3 separate regions of the Gossypium hirsutum genome follow, and regions 2 and 3 are each linked to region 1. Evidence: chromatin contacts called from public Hi-C data. All regions are on one chromosome and are shown on one strand. The core of a region is the stretch at or near the end of the contact, and the rest is flanking DNA. Distances in the headings are between cores, read along the strand shown. Region 1 holds the start of LOC107952843 (protein NRT1/ PTR FAMILY 6.4). Region 2 has its middle 23 kb from the start of LOC107888281. Region 3 holds the start of LOC107888281 (probable plastidic glucose transporter 1).

Region 1 (4,289 bases), core at 1,197-3,696:
CCGAGTGGATCCTAGATTCAGGATGTTCTTTCCACATGTGTCCCAATAGAGAATAGTTCTCCACATACAATTTGGTTGAAGGTAGAGTTATGCACATGGGAAATAATTCATCTAGTAAGGTAATTAGTATTGGTACTGTTAAAATTAAGATGCACGATGGGACGATTAGGACACTCTCAGATGTCAGGTATGTACCTGATTTACGAAAGAATCTCATCTCCTTGAGTATTTTAGACTTGAAAGGATGCAGAATTAACATCGAGTCAAGCGGCATTAAAGTATCTCGTAGAGCTCTCGTTTTTTTAAAAGGTAAAAGAACCGATAGTCTTTATATTCTGGAAGGTTCTACAGTGACCGATGAAATCGGACGTCCCTCGATAGAGCAGAGGCAACTTGGTCATAGAAGGGAAAAAGGTATGACCATTTCGTTGAAGAGAGGTTCTCTTTTGGATACAGGTTTTGAAAAATTAAGGCATTGTGTTCGTGAAAATCAGACCCGATTTAGTTTTGATTTCACAGTGTACAAGTCGAAGGCTAGAAGTCTTCCAGTTTCTAAGCACAAATTCGACTCAGTTAATTCCCTGCATAGTTCAAGATAGGCTCGTGGCGGCTTTCGAAAAGATGGCGTTGTGGAAATATGAGTCAAGGCGGAGATTTGTTAAATATGACTCCTATTTTCGGTCAATTTTGAAAAATAACCTTTCAGTTAAACTCTATTTACTTGTTTCATCAAACACTGATTAGTTTAGATTATTTTATTATTATTTGACCTATGAATTTAGCCTATAAATAGGTTATTTTAAAACCTTAGAAAGATATACCCATTAGAGATTAGAACTGATAACACATTTAGAGAATTTCGTGTTTACGTTTTGAGAGTTCTTTATTTTCGGGTTTTTGGGGTTTAGTCTTTATCTCCATCTTTTGTACTCTTCGTTCTTTTGCCATTATAGTAAAGTTATCTTTGTCCGTGGTTTTTTATCCTCTTTGGAAGGGTTTTTTCACGTTAAATTTGTGTGTTTAATTTCTTAATTTATTCTGCTATTTTTCTTGTTCGTTACTTAATCGGGTCGATCCTAACATATTTTTTATAATATTTTATTTTTAAATCGTTTTTATAATTTGTTATCAATTTTTTTTAATATTTTTATTTTATTTTGAAATATTTTTTAGAATTATAACTAAATTAACAAATTTTGTAAATGTTGAGAGCTAAATTTTTTGAATTTTTTTGCAAAATAGAATTGAAATAATAATTTTTTTAAACATTGAGGTTTTTTAATTTTTTTAGATTTAAGATCTAATTGATTGAATGTGTAAATATTAAATGGCTATGTTTTAATAAAAAGATCCACATTAGAATTCTGTTAGAGGTGTTCATGGGTCGAGTTTGGGTTGGGTTTAAGTATGATATTAACATACTTTATGTTTGTCCAAGTCTGGCCCAACTTGAAATCTGAGTCTAAAATTTTGCCCAAACCCACTCATATTTGCTAAAGATTAACTCAAACTCATTTTAGGTCTGCTCATATTATTTTAAATTTTTTTAAAAAAATATTTATATTATATTATTTTAATATTTAATAATTTTATACATTTTTTATTTATTAAAAACTTGTATATAGTCATCTTAACATTGTTTTAATGTTTACATTAGAGTAGTATTATATATTTAATATAGATTTATTTTTTTAATGTGTTCTAAATTACATAATATATAAAAATAACATAATATAAAATATTATAAACTTAAAACAGGTCGAGCTGGACTAGGCTCGAACTTTGAATGTTCAAACCCCGAGCTCAGTCCATATTTTAAACAGGCCTAATTTTTTTACCTAAATTCATTTTTTGGGCTTAATATTTTTATCCAAATTCTCTCAAATTTCGGGCAAACCTTTAGGTATAAACAAATAGCCTGACATATGAATAGGTCTAAATTTTGTTATTGAACTAACAACAAAAAAGCGGAAATATAATTAATTTTAAAAAATTGAATGAGGAAATAAATAATAATAATTATATAATAAAAATAGAAGCAAGACTATACTCATAATTTACCATGCTGAATATAACCCTCCAGGGAATATAATGTCAAATATTTGATTCAATTTAAAAAAGTGTATACTTCGAAAATAGTTAAATTAATAACGTGAAAACCTGTAGAAAGGCAAGAAAGATGTATTAAATTGCAGATGTATGCGAGAGGCAACCTCCATTGAACTAAAATTCTTTGTATTTAATAAATCCAATTGATCTTTCCAAGATTCAAAATTTGGTTAAAAGCAAACAAAAATGTGATGGACGGTTGCTAAACACAACATGACGTGACAATCAAACGGTCAAGAGTTTATCATCGACCCTACATGACATGACAACACCATAAATGATGACCCTTGCAATTACAAATTATGATACTAAATGATGACTAACCTGCAAGTTAAATGAAAATGTGAAGGTAAAACTATACACAATCCTCTTAGATGCATCAAGTACACAGGATGATAATAACACCAAAAAGAACACATTGTACAAAAATATTTTAAAGCTCTCTCCCGACCACAATTTGGGGAAACTCAGAAGATACAGCTAGTGGGTACCCAGGCCCTTATCATGCATTCCCCACCCCCAATCATGCACTTCTCCCCTGCTGTTTCCCCCTCATAATATATTTGGAGCTAAACATTACTATTTTCCTCTCTCTCTCTCTCTCTCTCTCTCTCTCTCTCTTGCGCGCAGTTTCAATCATGGTATAGTATACATTCTATAAAATTATTATTAGCATGCTTGAATATAATTGATCATATAATGAATAGTTTCTTTGCTGCCTGGATTTTGCTTTGGATGCTCATAGGTTTTGGTTGGAAGCCATGGTGAGAAAGATGATTCAAATGAGGGAACCGTGGTTGATTTCCGCGGGAATCCGGTGGACAAGTCGAAAACCGGTGGATGGCTCGCTGCAGGGCTCATCTTAGGTGTTTCACGATGAATTTCAGAAGCTTAAAAGTGCGGTGTACCTTGGTCCCCATCTTTCTTCTTTTGCTAATATGAAGGGAAATTTTTGGTGCAGGATCTGAGCTCTCCGAGAGGATATGTGTGATGGGCATATCTATGAATTTGGTGACGTACTTAGTTGGAGATTTGCATATCTCAGCAGCAAAATCCGCAACTATAGTTACCAACTTCATGGGCGCTCTTAATCTGCTTGGTCTCCTCGGAGGTTTCTTAGCCGATGCCAAACTCGGTCGATACTTGACTGTGGCACTCTCTGCATCCATAACTGCTCTGGTAAGGTTTCCCTTACCGATAATAAGAAATAAAAAAGATATCTTTACGTCTACTTCTTTGCAAACAAAGACTTTAATATAACTTTTTTGGCTGCCATCTCATCTTAACTCAGGGAGTGATTTTATTGACACTGGCTACGACAATTCCCAGCATGAGGCCTCCTTACTGTGATGACTACAGAAGGAAGCATCACGAGTGCATCGAGGCAAACGGCCGGCAACTGGCTTTGCTGTATGCGGCACTGTACACAACAGCACTTGGTGGTGGGGGAATAAAGTCTAATGTCTCGGGTTTTGGGTCGGATCAGTTCGACGTGGCAGACCCCAAGGAGGAGAAGGCTATGATTTTCTTCTTCAATAGGTTCTATTTCGGCATCAGCCTGGGGTCATTGTTTGCGGTGATTGTGCTGGTGTATATACAAGACAATGTAGGAAGAGGGTGGGGATACGGGATTTCAGCAGTAACAATGGTGATTGCGGTAGTGGTTTTGATTTGTGGGACTCCATGGTACAGGTTCAAAAAGCCTCAGGGGAGCCCTTTAACTGTCGTATGGAGGGTTCTATTATTGGCATTGAAGAAGAAAAATCAGCCTTATCCTTCCCACCCTAGCCTCTTGAACGATTACGATAACCGAAAGGTTCCCTACACGCCAAGATTCAAGTAAGTCTGATCCCATTTGGTTTTCATGCCACATCTTTCTTTTCACAACTGTTGCAAATTGCAGAGTTTTGGTTTGATTTTCACTTGCATCAGATTCAAAACCCAAGCTTAAATTTCATTTTTTTTTCGCAAAACTTTGCTCTGATTCAAGAACATTAAACCATTTTAATTTTAAATTGAGCTAGTGTTAAGTTATTTTTATACAAATTGAAGGATTTTGCTTCATTGTCAGTTCATATGTTGCTCCAACCCCCATATGATTAGATATGGGTTTGAGGATCAAACCTTCCAAGTAGATTATTAAAAAATAAAAATAAACGCATCTATATAAACAGATAATC
Region 2 (4,369 bases), core at 1,564-4,063, 180 kb before region 1:
CTTGGTACTTAAGCAGTCTAATAGACTCACCTCCTCTTTTCCTGCATCCTACCTAGTGCACAGCTGCCTTTCACTTTAATCTATAACGAAAATACTCTTTAAATCACTAAGAAAGATTTTAGATAAAACATGACCTATACAGTAACGCTTCAATGTGACACACCGGATTCAGCCGTAACGTCTGGGCCGGGTTTGGGGTGTTATAATGGATTTGACTTAGGGCTCTGGATGATTGGAAAGAAACTTGGATTTTGACACAACCTGAAATGCAAACAAGTCCAAGTCAAATTAAAAAAATTAAAAGGAAACAATTAAGATAAATAATTAAGATAGAAAAAATAATTAAATAAATGAAAGATTTGGATAATTAAACAAGAAAAAAATAGATTAAAGAATAAAATAAAGAAGATACCTGGAAGAAGATAAAAATGGCGTGTAGAAGTCCTAAGGAGTCTTGGAAATCCGATGAATCGACAACCCTCTTTAAACGACTCTAATTCCCTCTCCAAGAAAGGAAATTTTGTAAGAAAAAGCTTGAAGATGATCCCCACAGTTTGAAAATATTGTTAAAACTCTTCTAAAAGAAAACTCAAGAGAAATTATTAAAAAGAAAACTCAAAGAGAATTTTATTAACTCAAAGTGATAATGAATGAATTGATTGTGTACAATGAAGAGGCCTTTATAGAGGCTAGCTATGTAAATTCAAATAAAACTCTTAAGTATACTGAAACTCTAATTAACTTAAATAAGAAGTAGTTTTAAACTAAACTTTCTTGGTGGCATAAATCTCCTAAATAACTTAAAATACTTAAAAATTATCCAAAATTTGAAATAAATAAATAATAAAATAATAAAAATTAATAAATACAATATTGGACTCAAATATAATAAAAATTAAGCCTAAAATTCGAACCCAATATGCTTTAAACTTGAATAAAAAGCCCGAAACTCATAATTTTCGTAATAGTCTTGTTTAGAAATTCTACTCGCGTAATCTTCACTAAGTATAGAAATGATCTGAGAATTAATTTAAGTTTTTCGAATTATTATTTAATTAAATAATTGAAGTTTGGAAATGGAATTAAATTAATAGGTCATTGTGAATATGTTGAATATGAAAATTAAATATATTTTCTCAAAGATTCTTTTACGGTAAAGTTTCCATGACTTTAACAGAATTAGAATTGGGTTGAGAAAATTGTTTAATTGAAAAAATAAATTATTTAAATTAATTTAATAAATGCTATTTATTTTGGGAAATAGAAAAAAAATTGTATTGGGTTGGATTAAATTATAAAGTGTTGGGTTAAAAGTCTAGGCACATGAAATTGGACCCAATATAGGAGAGACCCAAAACCTCTCATAATAAGTATGAGGGCCGAAACCTAATTTAATTAACTAGGGTTAGCCGCCCATTTCTCCTAGTAGAACTAGGAGACATATTTTTCTATCAGATAAGTATTATTTGTATTCTACCAATTCAATCAGGATTATTTTATCTCTCCTTATAAATAGATGACACTGTTAGAGCTATTTACACATAAGTTTTCAATATTGTTATTTTGCCCCAAAATAGTCATAATTAATTTTTAAGTATAAATTCTATTTTTTGGGAATAACAATTCTACTGATTTCTAGAGAGATAGAGATTTGCTTTCTTATTGAAAGTAAGAAAATTATTTCTAGTTCTGTGTTTGGTGCGTGATTGTTCGAGCCCACACTCGAAGCGATTCGTGGTATGAGAATAGTAGAGAAGACTGTTCAGTTGAAAGTCGGTAATAACAAGGATCCGTCTCGCATAAAACACAAGTATTTTTTGGAAAAAAATTATTGTTATAAATGTAACAAATCAACTCATTTTTTAAATTTTTATTTTTTCGCTGTAACAGGAAACCGTTTTCAAACCGATTTTTTTCCAACAATAATAACATAGTTATATATTGAGATACATATCATTAATATTATACCTTAATTGTATAATGTCAATTTTATGTTTTACAATCTACCATAAAATAAGTTACACATTTAAAGTATAGGTTGCACATCACTAATAAAAGAATGCATATTATAATATCATAATTGTATAATTATTATACATTCGTAATACTTATTTAAAACAATTGATATATTATATGTAGTTAAGCGTGTACGTATACCTTTTTTTGTAATATAAAATGCACTAAATATATTTATATTATATTATTTACTTTAATTATATAAATATTAATTATTTTTTTAAATTTAAGGATTTCGATGATCTCATCCCATTGTTTGGTTAAGTTTATGGATGGAAAAGAATATGATTCAAGAAAAACTAAATAAGATTTAAGGTAATAAGGTATTAAAGAATATATATTTTCTAATAAAAATATTATACTTAATATTAGAAAATATTTTATTATATTTTATGTCACATAAATTATAAGGCAAATATTGATGTCCGTTCATTTAGTTTTTAACCAATAACTTTAATTCGGATATCTGAGTGGCCTTGCCTTCAACACACAATTTATAAATTAGCTTTATCGAAACGTGATGATTCAATTGACATTCTGATGCTTAATGAACAATCTTGAGGCTTACGTTCCGATAGTTAAATTAATGTTTTCAAGAGAAAACGTGAGTAAAGAATTAAACGAGAACTTCCTAGTTGATAAATTAACCCACTGCTTCTACAAAGATATTTTTCCCCATTAAGTATTGAACATTGGACGTGAACCGGGACTTTTTACGTCCACTATACAAAATCTTATTATGCAATCCGTCCGTGAACATTTCACATGGAGCCCCCTGTGGGCACAAATCCTTTTTGGGTGGCTTTCTCTATATCTGTTGTCGCCGGTAAGTTTTATAGAAAGGACATGGTTTGGACCACGGCTCGTATATCGAATGAGGATGTTACAATAAAATTTGAACTTGTTTGGCAAATGGGAAATTTGCTGACCATAAAATTTAAATCTTTCAAAATTCGATGATAGATTCTTGTTCACATGTTTTACATTTTAAGTTACATTTTGATAAAAGCGTTCATTTATTAAATTTTATAATTTTAAATATGATATAAGTATGTAAAGTGAATACGATAAAAATATTTTGAAATTTGGAAATAGATTCTTGTTGACATGTTCCACATTTCAAGCTACACATGCATAGATAAGTATGTGCACGGCTTAATATATATTAGTGTAAGGGTTGACTTAACGTCCAAATTCTAATGTTTTATGTTTGAAAATTGAGTTGGGTAAAGTATGTGTCAAATTTAAGCTGAGTCGGTTCGTATTCGGAGTTTATATTATTTTTATTTTATTTTATGTATTATGTAATTTATATTATATGAAAATTAAATATATTTTACCAGAATGTAAATATTAAAAACATATGTTAAGTTATATATAATTAAAAATTTAATAAAATATAATATATTTTGAAAAAAATAAAATGAGGGGATTTAAACGGACTCATGTTTAGTCATTTATAAATATAGACGAAATTGAATAAAATTAGAGACCCATATTTCAAATCAGGTCGAGCTTGGTAACTGTGTATAATATTTGATAGTTTGGTATCGTAAATGGGCAAGGCTTAAACTTGATCTATGAATACCTCTAATTTAATATGACGATTTTAAATGAAACAACAATACACGAAACAAAATATTTATATATATACCTATCAATTCTGATTGAATCAGTGATCAATCTGATTCTAGATTCAACTCAACACGATTTAATCATAAAAAACCAACAACCTTAACCTAAATTGACCCAACCTAAATTAGCTTGACTAGAAAAATCTAAGCTTCAATCCGAATTACTTAAATTCAAAATGTCTAAACATGAAATAATTCAAATTAAAATGATGTTAAAAATTGCAAAGATCAAATTGACCCAACTGACTTAATTTACAAATTTATGCAATATACATATAAGAAGTGAGCCTACCAAAATACTGTTTATTATTCATATTACTAAATTAATATTATAACAATATTTTATTTTATTATTAAAATCTGAATAATAAAAAATATTTTCTGAGTTGAAATTACACTGCATATATGTTAAATTACACTTTTACTATAATTTTAATTATTAAATTTTGAGCTACACTCTTACTTTTTCAATAATATGATATTAAGATTTACCATTATAAAACAAGTGCGTTAACAATCAACTCTAAGAATTGATTTTACTATAAAAGTTAAGTTTTAGAACCAATTTTTCATGTTTGATTTTTACCCTTTATAATAATTTTTTTAACCTATAACAAGAATTATAAAGTATGAAGTATATTGTTACATTAGTTATTTACAACAATTTTTTTTCTTAAATTTTAGTAAATTAGTTTTATTCTTAAGTGAAATAAAAATAA
Region 3 (3,914 bases), core at 160-2,659, 200 kb before region 1:
CATTTCACTTGGCATAGAGGAGATAAAATGCATTGCTTGGATTACCAATGCCTATATGTTATTCTCACCTCACAATTGCACCAAGTATCAATGGTATTGTGTCAATCTGAAAGGTCCGGCGACAACCTAGTTTGTCCACCAGTGAACCACAACTCAGGCTTCCAATGAAAGCTCCAGCAATGAATATGCTTACCACAATCCCCTCAAGAATTGGATCTCCTTCGAAACCAAGTTCTCTTGCAATTGAAACGATTGGACCATTCATTACTCTGCAAAACAAAGAATGCAATTTTGTGAACTGACTCTTAGACAAAACAATTTTACTCTTTAAAAATATCATTGATTTTCAAGTTACACCTATGTTATGGTGAGTATTGAATACGTGTGTGAGTCCAATATGGGCATACTCAATATTTTTGTTTCTATTTTATTTCTTCACATATATGATCATATCCCATACCTATGTCAAACACAAGTGTTGGACATCGGTACTTTAGGGAGAATTAAGAGACCGGGTATATGAATTCCTTCCATACACTCCCGATGAAATTTTAACACTCTACAACCAGGTTTATACATTAAAAGACAATAATTCAGTGTTTAGTTTCCTTATTTATAGTTTTTTTATGGAATATTTATAGTTAAATAAATAAAACTCTTGTAAGCATATAAATCAGTTAGCAACATAATTTCCAATTTCTCAACAGCTAAACGAGCGAGCAACTAATTAGAAAGAACAATAAAGCATAAAAAAAAATTCAATAAGAGCTGAATTAAGCTCCAGAATATTCAAATGCTTCATTGCATAGCAAAAAGAGCAAGGAAAAGAAAACAACAATTAAATTTTCAGAAAGAAAGAACAATGTTTTTATTAAAAAAACACTTACCCTATGTGATAGCCGAAAAGGAAATTGGACATTGAAGCAACCAAAACGTGAGGGAAAGTAGGAAGCCATCCCAAATCAAAGCTTTGATCATCGCTTTTTTCTTGATTACGTAAACCTTCATTATCTGCAATTTAAACCCTAATCAGATATTAACTATAAAAATTCCACAGAATCTTGTCCGTCGATTGAATTTGACGAAAGCCAATAAGCCGAAAAATAAATGATAGTAAAAACCTGGCTCCTGAGTCTGCAACTGCTTCCTAGTCGCCGAAGCTTTCAACTTTAGTGACGGCAAGGGGAAACCAAAACGAAAGGTTTTGGGTTTAAGGAGTACTTTGGGGCTTAGATGAGAGGTGAAGAATAGGGGAACCGGGACGACCGGTCGGTGGAGTACGGTGGCAACCCACATCGAGTGAGAAATCGAGGAGAGAGAATGGGAATTGAAGTGTTTTTTGTTTATTTTTTTCCTTCAATAATTAGATAGAAATGATGGGATAAAGCCAGGTGGCGTAATTTGTTAGCTCTGCAAGGAAGGAATAGGATAAAACGGTCATAAAAAAAAAGAGTAACAAATTGGCGGGAAACACGAGGGCATAGTTCAACAGTATACCGGCAAGGATGAGAGCATTTTAGTGACATTTTCTTTAGCATGACGTAATTTACTTATTTGTGGATACTTTTTATGCAAGGATATTAAATTTTGAAATGTTAAAGACGTGGTTTAATCGTAAAATGCCATGAGTCCGAACTTTTTACTTCTAAATAATCGAAGGGATCTCATATTAAATAACTAAAATCCAAATAATTGAAAATTAGAAGAAAGAAAACCGTGAAATCATGTTAACCTCACATCTAAAACCCATAAATTCAAAATCAATTAAAATGTGTAATTTGTAATATATACTTTGGTACAATTATATATATTAAATTTGAATTTTAGTTTTTATATATATAATAAATTTTAATTTGGATTCAATTCTACACATTTAAAAAAATAAATAAATAAATTTATTTTCATATTGAATTAATATAATTGTTTTTGTATATAATATCAATGTGATTTGTGTTAATTCAATAATATTGTTAGAAATTTGTAAAAATTGAATCAAATTAAAATTTAATGCATAAAATTGTATAAAATCAAAGTTCATATATGATAATGCACATTGAATCAAATTTCATATATGTTTTGATATTTATAAAAAAAATTTAGCTATGAAATCAATATTAAAGAACTTTCAGGGAATGTTTGGTTCAAGGAATATAATATAAATTTTCGTAATAGAATTACAAAAAACGTAAGGTTGTATATGGTATGTTACATTACTTTGATTGGCTCATTTGATTGGAATGTATTATCCAACACTACGTTTGGTTCGCTGACATAAGGTTGTCGATGGTATGTTACATTATCTTGTTTGGTTCATTTGGTTGGAATGTATTATCCAGCACTACGTTTGGTTCGTTGTAATAGAATTGAGTTGTAATACAATAGAGCTGTAATCAATAATTCAATGTTTAGTTCAATGGAATTGAATAAAACTGTAATAGTATTCTTATGTTTGGTTGAATGGAATGATGTTATAATAGTATAAGGGAAAAAATTGAAATGATTGGAGTACCCTTATCAATTTTTTTGTAAGTAGATAATTATTGTTATTGTTATTAAATTTTAATAGGATTATTATTAAAAATAATTTAATCATATTTTAATATAATTATTATTAAATATAATTTAATAAAAATAATAATATTTTTAATATAATTATTTTTATATTAAAATATTTTTATTTTAAATTATATTTTGACATTAAATATTTTATATTAAATTATATTAAATTATTTCAAATATTTTATTTTTATATTTTCTAAGTCCAAGTTTTAAAGGACTAATCTAAAAATTAATTTTTCTTTATTATTCAATGTTGCATGGAATAGTCATTCTTTGGTGATACCAAAGAATAGCTATTACAAGAAGACAAGTAATATGAAGTAATGGTCATTCCATTGAATGAGTATTACGTTCAACTAAACAAATGAGTGATTTACCATTCAATGAATAATGGGGGAATGCTATCCCATTCTTCCCCTATAACACCTCAAACTTATATCCGTCGTCGAAATAAGGTTACGGAGTATTATTGTGAAAACGTAACTTATAATCATTCATTTCTAAACATTTCATAAATCATATCTTAGTCCATTCAAACACATGCATATCGTCCCTTAATTGAGCTCTCGAGGCCTTAGAAGCACTTTAAAAATAATTTGGGACTAAATTGGAAAATTTAGAAACTTATGGAAAAAGATAAAAAAAATTTACACTGCAGGGTCACATGGCCATGTGGCCAAGCCATGTGTATCGTACCTCACACATATCGTCTTGGTGGTTTGCATCATTTGGAACATCTTAGTGGCTCACTCCACACTTATTACTTGGCGGGCCTCTTGTCATAGCTAAGCTATGATCTCACACCTTTTTTACCTTATTTTCTATGTCCCATCGACTTACCCTGTGTTTATTGTCCAAATGGACTCTATCTGTGTTTAATATACCAGCAAGCTATATATGTTCTGTGTTTATTGTCCTAACGAACTATTTCTATGGATGCCATGGAGTCTTTCATCCATGGTCTTACACCGATTCGTTATCCTAGCATACTATCATATGATACCATGGAGTCTTTCCTCCATAGTATTACTCATTATACTTGGTTGCCACAACATCTTTCATCTATAGTCTTACACCGTATGCCTTATACCTTACATGATGTTGCCATGGAATCTTTTATCCATGGTTTTACGCTACGTACCTCATACTAGACTACTATAACATCTTTTATTTATGGTCTTATGCCATATATCATTGTCACGGTGTCGCCTTAAAGGACTAGTTGATACTACCTTGGTGGTAAATACTTTTCCATATTTATCATTTTTTGAATCCTTCTCCCATTATCTCTTTTACACCACCTAACCTTGATTCTTGAACACCGCAATATTCTATCCGTAAGGCCTGGAGCTTCA

What was found. Hi-C and Micro-C count contacts between places; a contact is called where the count stands out from the background.
Region 2: a contact with region 1 is called in a Hi-C map of leaf, with 3 times the contacts expected there. The contact joins the enhancer-like site here to the promoter of LOC107952843 in region 1. A contact is called at or near these places in 18 of 34 Hi-C or Micro-C datasets (anther, callus, hypocotyl and 3 more).
Region 3: a Hi-C map of leaf shows a contact between it and region 1, with 2.5 times the contacts expected there. The contact joins the promoter of LOC107888281 here to the promoter of LOC107952843 in region 1. A contact is called at or near these places in 19 of 34 Hi-C or Micro-C datasets (anther, callus, hypocotyl and 3 more).

Annotation. Positions count from the first base shown.
Region 1 is chrA07:57,124,227-57,128,515 of Gossypium_hirsutum_v2.1, forward strand. It overlaps LOC107952843 (protein NRT1/ PTR FAMILY 6.4), which reads left to right and starts at 2,447. Exons shown (of 5, transcript XM_041117961.1): 1 at 2,447-2,750; 2 at 2,855-2,975; 3 at 3,071-3,288; 4 at 3,401-3,948. The coding sequence starts at 2,748.
Region 2 is chrA07:56,945,293-56,949,661 of Gossypium_hirsutum_v2.1, forward strand. No RefSeq gene overlaps it. Among protein-coding and RNA genes, the nearest start is that of LOC107888281, 23 kb to the left of the region's middle. Within about 2 kb of position 2,814, at least 1 of the 9 cell types and tissues checked has an H3K27ac peak or open chromatin away from gene starts, as enhancers often do. A contact at or near this core is called in leaf, where this site is marked.
Region 3 is chrA07:56,923,391-56,927,304 of Gossypium_hirsutum_v2.1, forward strand. LOC107888281 (probable plastidic glucose transporter 1) reads right to left here and starts at 1,410. Exons shown (of 12, transcript XM_016812340.2): 1 at 1,122-1,410; 2 at 888-1,011; 3 at 69-269. The coding sequence starts at 1,296.